Linked DNA regions of Sus scrofa: region 2 is linked to region 1. Evidence: chromatin contacts called from public Hi-C data. All regions are on one chromosome and are shown on one strand. Each heading gives the region's core, a stretch centred on a gene start, on an enhancer-like site or on the middle of the called end of the contact. The rest is flanking DNA. Distances are from core to core; before and after follow the strand shown. Region 1 overlaps TMTC2 (transmembrane and TPR repeat-containing protein 2). Region 2 holds the start of TMTC2 (transmembrane and TPR repeat-containing protein 2).

What was found. A called contact is a pair of places that touch in the nucleus more often than the background predicts.
Region 2: a Hi-C map of skeletal muscle shows a contact between it and region 1, with 8 times the contacts expected there. The contact joins the promoter of TMTC2 here to the enhancer-like site in region 1. A contact is called at or near these places in 1 of 5 promoter capture datasets (liver), 5 of 47 Hi-C or Micro-C datasets (heart right ventricle, liver and skeletal muscle) and 1 of 2 datasets of contacts at active chromatin or transcription factors (skeletal muscle).

Annotation. Positions count from the first base shown.
Region 1 is chr5:99,009,401-99,013,253 of Sscrofa11.1, forward strand. The region is part of intron 1 of TMTC2 (transmembrane and TPR repeat-containing protein 2); the gene reads right to left. Among named protein-coding and RNA genes, the nearest start is that of TMTC2, 74 kb to the right of the region's middle. Within about 2 kb of position 1,696, at least 20 of the 83 cell types and tissues checked have an H3K27ac peak or open chromatin away from gene starts, as enhancers often do. A contact at or near this core is called in liver and skeletal muscle, where this site is marked.
Region 2 is chr5:99,083,490-99,087,342 of Sscrofa11.1, forward strand. TMTC2 (transmembrane and TPR repeat-containing protein 2) reads right to left here and starts at 1,754. Exons shown (of 13, transcript XM_021093031.1): 1 at 1,302-1,754. The coding sequence starts at 1,384.

The sequences.
Region 1 (3,853 bases), core at 446-2,945:
GCAGGATCCAAGCCGTGTCTGCAACCACCGGATCCGTAACCCAGTGAGCGAGGCCAGGGATCGAACCTGCATCCTCATGGATCCTAGTTGGGTTCGTTAACCAAGAGCCACAAAGGGAACTCCAAGCAAAATTATAAACATATTTTTACAGAATAGGGGTGTGCGTGTGTGTGTGTGTGTGTGTGTGTGTGTGTGTGTGTGTGTGTATTTTAACGCAAGATGTTACAGACAGCAAAGTGACCCCTGTAAAGAATAATATGGAGGTTCCTTAAAAAACTAAAAACAGAGCTACCGCATGATTTAGCAATCCCATTTCTGGGCATATATTTGAAGAAAACCATAATTCAAAAAGATACATGCTCTCAAATGCTCATTGCAGCATTATTTACAAAAGCCAAGACATGGGAGCAACCTAAATGTCCATGGACAGATGAATAAATAAAGAAGTGAGATATATATGTACCCATATACAAATATACCTACATATTTCTACAGTGGGATACTACTCAGCCATAAAACAGAACTAAATAATGCCATTTGCAGCAATGTGGAAGGAGCTAAAGATTATCATACTATGAAGTGAGTCAGAGAAAGACATATATACCATATGATAAGTGATATCATGTGATCTCACTCACATATGAATCTAATTTTTGAAATGATACAAATGCGTTTACTTACAAAAGAGAAAAAGACTCACAGATTGTGAAATCAAATGTATGGTTACCAAAGGGGAAACGTGGGCAGGAAGCATAAATTAGGAGTTTGGGATTAGCATATCCACACGACAATGTATTAGACAACGAACAAGGACCTACTGTGGCACAGGGAAACCTGCTCCATGTTCAGTAATAACCTATACGGGAAAAGAACCTGAAAAAGAAGGGATGTGTCTATACGTATAACTGATTCACTTTGCGGTAACACCAGAAACTTACAGATAAATCAACTATACTCCAAGAAATTCTTTAATTTAAAAAAAAGCCCACAAAGACCGCAAAGTGAAAACATACTTGCCTCTGCTCTCTCTCAAAACCCAGTGAAACATCAGTAAAGGAACATAAAAGCCCAAGGACACTTTGCCGATATGCTCACAGTACCTTTCTTTGTCACAGCATTTGATTATTCACTCAATAAATATGCATTAAAATTCAGTTTACAAAAGGGAGGATGTTGGACATTCTCCCCTTCTTCCTTCTTTCAGGTAGACTGTTAGCTTCCTAAAAGGGGTGCCCTGTCATTAAACTCACCATTTTCTCCTCCTGGTCATATCACTGGGGCTCAAGAGGAATTTGTCCAAAAAAAAGAAAAAAGAAAAGTCAGAAAGAATCTGCTTATTAAAAAAAAAAAATACTCAAAAAAAAAGAGATCATCGAACAAGACGTTTAATTGAAAACATTTCCAGATGCTCAAGAACTCAGTGGATCGCAACATCATTTAGGTCTCGCCAGTCGGGATTCTTTGCAGGGAGGCTTACTTTGGATGCTGGCACTGCAAGCCAAGCTGAAAGAGCTTCAGGTCCTGGCACAGGCTCTGCTGGCCTAGGACTCTGGGACAGCTGTGGAGGTAAAAGCCTCTTGCTGCTTCGTGACGGCGTAGAAGTTTCTGCGTCTGGGCTTTCAGTGCCCATGCAGAAAGCGCCCCAGCCTTCCACCCATGCCCAACATCACAGGGATGCGGAGGCTTCCGATGTTAGCTGGCTTCCTCCTCCCGCCTCCAGGCTGCACGCTTTGCACTACAGGCTTCCTGGAACATCCAGAGCAATGTGTACTCTGATCTCTGACGACACATTCCCATGGCTGGGAAGAATCCCAACCCCTTGACTACTCCCAGCTTCCTGTTTTTCAACAAATAAACAACACCCTAAAGAAAAGAGACGGTCCTGATTCAGTGCCTCCTCCTGTGATGATCCTTATCTAAGCCGAGAAGAACGGATAAACATCTGCCGGGTGACTGATCACTGGTTCCATTGTTTTGACTTAGATCCTGCACTTGGTTTCCTCCTTAGAGGAACCACAATTAAACAGCAAATAGGATTTGCTGCTATCTGCCCTTCCGTCGTTGTCGCTGCATTTTTAGCCAAAGTCTTACAAAGATAATTACACATTCTAAATCTAGCCTGATGAAAATGTCAAATATCTCGGAGAGTTCCCGAATATTCAGATGATGACAGCCTATGGCACCACGTCAGTTTCCTCTACCAGTTAACCGTTTGCACTGCAGCCCAGAGCATTCTTCTCGTCTCCCAGTCGAGAAATTCTGGGCTCGTTACTGATTCTTTCTTTTGCATCTCTTATACTCAATCTCTCAAGTCTTATCAAAGAAAATAAAGAGGGTAGGTGGCCACGGCATTCCTCTCAGCAAGATAACCTTTGGGGAGTATGGCTGCTGTTATGACTGATCACTGGTTCCATTGTTTTGACTTCGTTCCTGCACTTGATTCCTCCTTAGAGGAACCACAATTAAACAGCAAAGAGGATTTGCTGTTCTCTGCCCAGGATGCTTCTGGACAAAACGCTTAGCTCGGCAGCAGTAGCCCAAGCATGTGGGAGAAGGAGAAGGAGTGAGAAGAGGAGAGAGAAGACGGCCAGCAATGCAGCAGATGAGCCGTCCCTGAGCAAAGAGGACAAAGAAGCCATCGTGAACATCTCCCAGAGCAATGATCGCTGAAGGGCTTTTAAAGACTAAAATTTCTAAGGATCATTTTAAGTGGCTGCTGCATTGTCCGGTAAACCCTCTGGCTTAGAGCAAACCTTTCTTTAAGTCTGGGTGCCCCGCCCTAACAGCAGCAGGGCTCTGGGAGCCAGATCCCTTGAGCAAAGCAGGGTCCTGGGGGTAGAAAAGAGACACCACAAGTAGGAGGCGATGTGTAAGGAGATTCAGATCTCGGCCAAAACAGAAACTTCGAGGAGGCAGTGGGAGACAAGGCAGCCTTCTGAGATCCCGTACAGATAGCAAGGTCACAGGGAAAGTCATCATATGGGGACCGCAGGTGTCTCCCTGCTGAGCCACCTCTACTTGAACCAGCACCATTCTTCTCCCAGCCCTCACTGCTCTGCAGCTTCTACCACCGGATCAGCAAACCATGAACCATTACCAAGTGGCAACAGCAAACCATGAACCATTACCAAGTGTCACGACAGGCCAGGCAGCCGGGTCCGCGCTTTCTATCGGCACGTCCTTTATACACCTTCATGTGTCAACACTGAGTTGTAGCTCAAGCACTGGCAAAAGTCCAGTACTTGATTGATTTGTTATGAACTTTGATATTACTAATAAATAATAAATAAACAGTACAGCAAAAAATACAATCCGTTCTGTCAGAGGCGACAAATGGAAGACGCAGAGACATGACTACGCTTGATCAAGGTCACACTGCTGCTTAAAAAGGGAACTCATCTTCCCAAGACAAAACCCCAAGCTCCTCAACGGTTTTCTGCACTGTGTCCACAGGCTAAGATGCCCCTTTCTACAAGGGCACCGGGAACTTCGAACTGCCATTCTGCTATAGAAGGCCCTCCAAAGAAACCTTGGGCAAAGGGCAGGCTAACGCCCGGTGAGGAATATTTCTAGTAGATTTAATACTCTTCTAAAGCTAAGAAAATATAGTCAGTGAATGAAAACCTGAGAAGACATTCCCGTTAAGGCACAGCAAAAACGAATCCAACTAGTATCCACGAGGATGGGGGTTCGATCCCTGGCCTTGCTCAGCAGGTTAGGGATCTGGCGTTGCTGTGAGCTGTGGTGTAAGTCACAGATGTGGCTGGGATCCTGTGTTGCTGTGGCTGTGGTGTAGGCCAGCAGCTACAGCTCTAATTCGACCCCTAGCCTGGGAAGCTTCATATGCCATGGG
Region 2 (3,853 bases), core at 504-3,003, 74 kb after region 1:
GGATGTTCTTGCCCTATTATCAGGGGATTTCCTCCCAGACGTGTGGGAGTACAGCAAGCCCCGCTGACTTAAGGCATACATCCACGGACACGCTTTTAGCTGGAGAGTGAGCCCATCAGGGGATACAGACTGTGGGTGATCACCAGCAGGAGAAGAGTCTGCCTTCATCTCCCCTCACCATCAACCGCTTTGCTTAAGTTCACTCACTGCCTTGCCCTGACCCTGGGGATCCATTCACTTTCCGTCGCCCAGAGAGGCTGCTGAAAAGCTGTCAAAGTAAATCTGTGCTCACTTTTTGGATGGTTTAATTTCAATGAAGCATGAAACACCCCAGGACGGTTAATAAGTTTAGCCAGGCATGCTGTTCTCCCTAATATATTTTAATTATGCATCTGTTTTAATTATAATCAGCTTAAGTCACCGGAAAGGCACAAATCGGAATTTTCCCTAATGGCTCTTGGAGCTTTTCGTCAGTGTCTAAACACTAACAACGTTTAAATAGGTAGAGGCACGAGCACCACGGTTGACATTTTCCAGAAATCGATTCAGTTTCTCTGACAACACAGTTCAGGTCTCATTAGCCACCCAAACTAACCCAAATGCAGAAGACAACTGGAGTCTCTAGGGGCGTCTTCTTCCCCAATTAGCACAAAAGAATCGCTAAGGTCTCGTGTAAAACTCCCCAGCAGAAATGAAAGCCCAGGCTTTTAGCAAGGGCTACTCCATCGATTGGTGAGGGAGGCAGGGGAGCCGGAGAGACGAGCAGCAGCAGTATCCTGGCTCAAAGTAAAGTACACCCTACGTCAAAAGGGAAAGTTGAAGCAGAGGGCGAGCTCTCCACTATTTTGGCAACTGTCAAGCGTGTTTTAACCTCGGTAAATAAAAGCGTCCCATCAATAAAAGGAAACGTTACAGGGAAGATCTATTAGGGGGCGGGAAACAGCTTCCTTCCAGGACGGACGTAAAATCGCTCAAGGTGCTTTTGTTGCACCAAGGAACATCTACGAATTTTTTTAAAATAGTTCATTAAACAGTTTCCCCAATTGCTGCGATTTCCGCTAAGAAACTTAAGCGCCTGCCACCAGCCGGGAAGCACGGGAGAGGAACCTCCCGTGCGGCAACCTAGGAACCCAAACTCCCTGAGCCCGCCCAGGGCGCCCGCGTCCCCAGGGTTTGCTGGAGGTGTGGGTGTTTACGCGTCTCCCAAACCTTCAGGTGCTGCACTAGTTCCTCCAAAACCCACTCCGAGCCTTCAAGCGGGCAGCTTCAGAGCCTCCGCGGAGTCGCTCTCACCCCCTTACCTGTCATCATAGCAGAAATCCGCACTCAGGGTGTTGAGATACAAGGCGAGCCCCAGAGCGCTGCTCACCAACTCTGCAATCATCTCTCCACTGCCTTCCCTCCGGCTCGGCTCCCAGCGCGAGGGCAGCAGCGGCAACAAAAAACAGAAGCATCAATCCCCACCTTCCGCCGCCTTCTCCTCCCAGCTTCACTTTTCCCTCGCTTGCAGTCCCTCCCTTCCTCCCTCGGGTCCTTCCGATCCACCGCTCTCCTGCTCCTCCTCCTCCTCGCGCCCGTCTCCGCAGCTCCTCCGTCTTCCCCGGGTGCGGGCTCACGCCGCGCTCCCCATGCCTGGCGCCGGCGAGCGGCGAGCGGCGTTCGGGCTCCGCGCCCCCCGGCGGATGCACAGGGCTGGTCCTTTGCGCGGCTCGCGCCCCCGCCCTAACCCATGGCCGTGCGGGGCGCCCTAGGTGAGGACTGGGTCTCGGAGGAGGTGGAAGAGTGCGGGATGGGGGCAGAGGGACCGGACCGAGCCGGGCTCTGGGACCTGCTGGAGGAAGAGAGCGCGAGAAGGGCGGGTGGGAGGGACAAGGCGAACCGCCTCCCCTCGCCGCCTCCCGGGCGCACAGCTCCGGGGCCGCTTGGGCAGACTCTGGCCGCCACGGCGGCTGCAGCTCATTCACTCTTTAATAGGTCCCTCCCGGCCGCAGCCCCTTCTCCAGTGAAGTGAGAAGGGGTGGCTGGAGACTCCCGAAGCTCCCGCGTGGGGTTCTCGGCGCTGCCCCCCGCGCCTGCGTGGCCAACCCTCCATCCCGGGTTCGTTCAGCCGCGGTCTCCACCCAGATCCGCCCACAGGGTTCCGCCCACATCACCCCCTGGGCTGGAGGCTCCTCCCACCTCCCCCCGCCCCCCCCGCCGCGGCCGGAGGCTCCTCCTCCCCATCGCCCGCCCTCCCCTTGTGGCGTTCACCTTAGATTTCACTCTGGGCAGCCCCGGGGACCCAAGGGCAACCGCTGGCAAACAACGCCGAGCGGCAGCTGGAGGGCGCCCTGGGCGGGGGCGCCAGAGCAGACGAGAGACCGAGGAGGACGCCGTCGCTCGCTCGCCCTGCCGCTGCCTGGCGGCGCCTGGCACCCGCCGAATCTCAACCCCAGCTCTGTGTGTGCCAAGCTCTGCCAGGCGTAAGTCCGGTCCGCCGGGGAGACTTCTGGAGCCCGGGAGAGGAAGAACAGGTTTGGCGAGTGCTCTAACCTCGGTGGCCACCAACACACCCTCACTGTGCGGGAGCCGAAATGGGGTGGGGGTGGGGGCGGAGAGCTGGAGGGCATCTCAGGAGCGAGAAATTTCACCTCCGAGCCTACCGTTGTCCCGAAGGTCAACGGAAAGACGTCTGGGGAGGGAATTGTTCCCGCAGGCAGGTGGAAAAGAAAGGACCCCCAGAGAGGAAAGACAGACTCGCGCGCACACGCAAAACGCACCCCACAGTTGCGAGGGCTTCCTGCGGTTTCGAGGGGATTGTCAGGTTAACCCCGAGAACACAGAGAAGAAACGCCTCTGCAGCCCCGTACTGCGCTCTCCTTGAACCCGAGAAGGTGGGAACTTAATGCCCTTTCCTTGCCGCCTGGACTCAGGACTAGATGGAAGGCGTCCAGCATGATGAAATGAGTAGAAGAATGGTCTGTGTGGAACGGGCCCTGGGTCCTAAAGTTGCAAGACCAAAGAGGACCGTGGGCTGCCTGCCACACCTCCCGGCGCGGCCGCCTTCTGGCTGGACCTGTGGATCCCTTGGACCACGATGAACACTACTGCAGCGCCCCCTGCTGCCTGGAAGCCGCGATGCATGGAAAACAGGCCTGCGAGGGCGCCGACTCCCCCAAAACACAGCTGTCACTGCTCCAGAGGCAGCCCGTAACTAGCAAACTCTCCAAATCGGCGGTAAGAAATTGAGTCCCCTGGATGTGTGGCAGTGGCTGAAAAGCAAATCCCGTGATCTGGGTGTCTGCAAAACAAAGCTCCACCTTGTCCTGGTTTCACAAGGACATCTATGTGTGCAGATGAAATGATGAATATTTATTGTACCATTGCACTGTGGCCCAGTTTTGTGCCCTGGGAAAAACAAACAGAAACGCACATACGAAGAAATTGTATCATTAAAGGCAGGGATGATCTTTGGCTTTTTTAAACCGCATAATCTCTGCTCACTGTCAAAAACGTTTTTAAAATCCTGTCAACCAGCCCAAGTTCCCGTTTCCCTCCACTGCACTTACATCTTGATCCTGGATCCTAAGACACTGGAGGAAGGGACCCTCTCTAGAATCCCGTTCCTGACTTTGAGTCCCCACTCTGCTGCCAGTCACTTAACCTTTTTGCACCTCAGTTTTCTCACCTATAAAACAGGGATGCTGACAATACCTATCCACGCATGCTGTTACTATGAAGATGAAAGTAGCTAACATACGTAAAGCACCCAGAAGGGTCCTCATGGCAACAGAAGCGTTAGGTGCTGCTATTATTATTATCTTCAACTTCACCTTACCCTTTAGGTTGTTAACTAAAACCTAGATGTTTACCT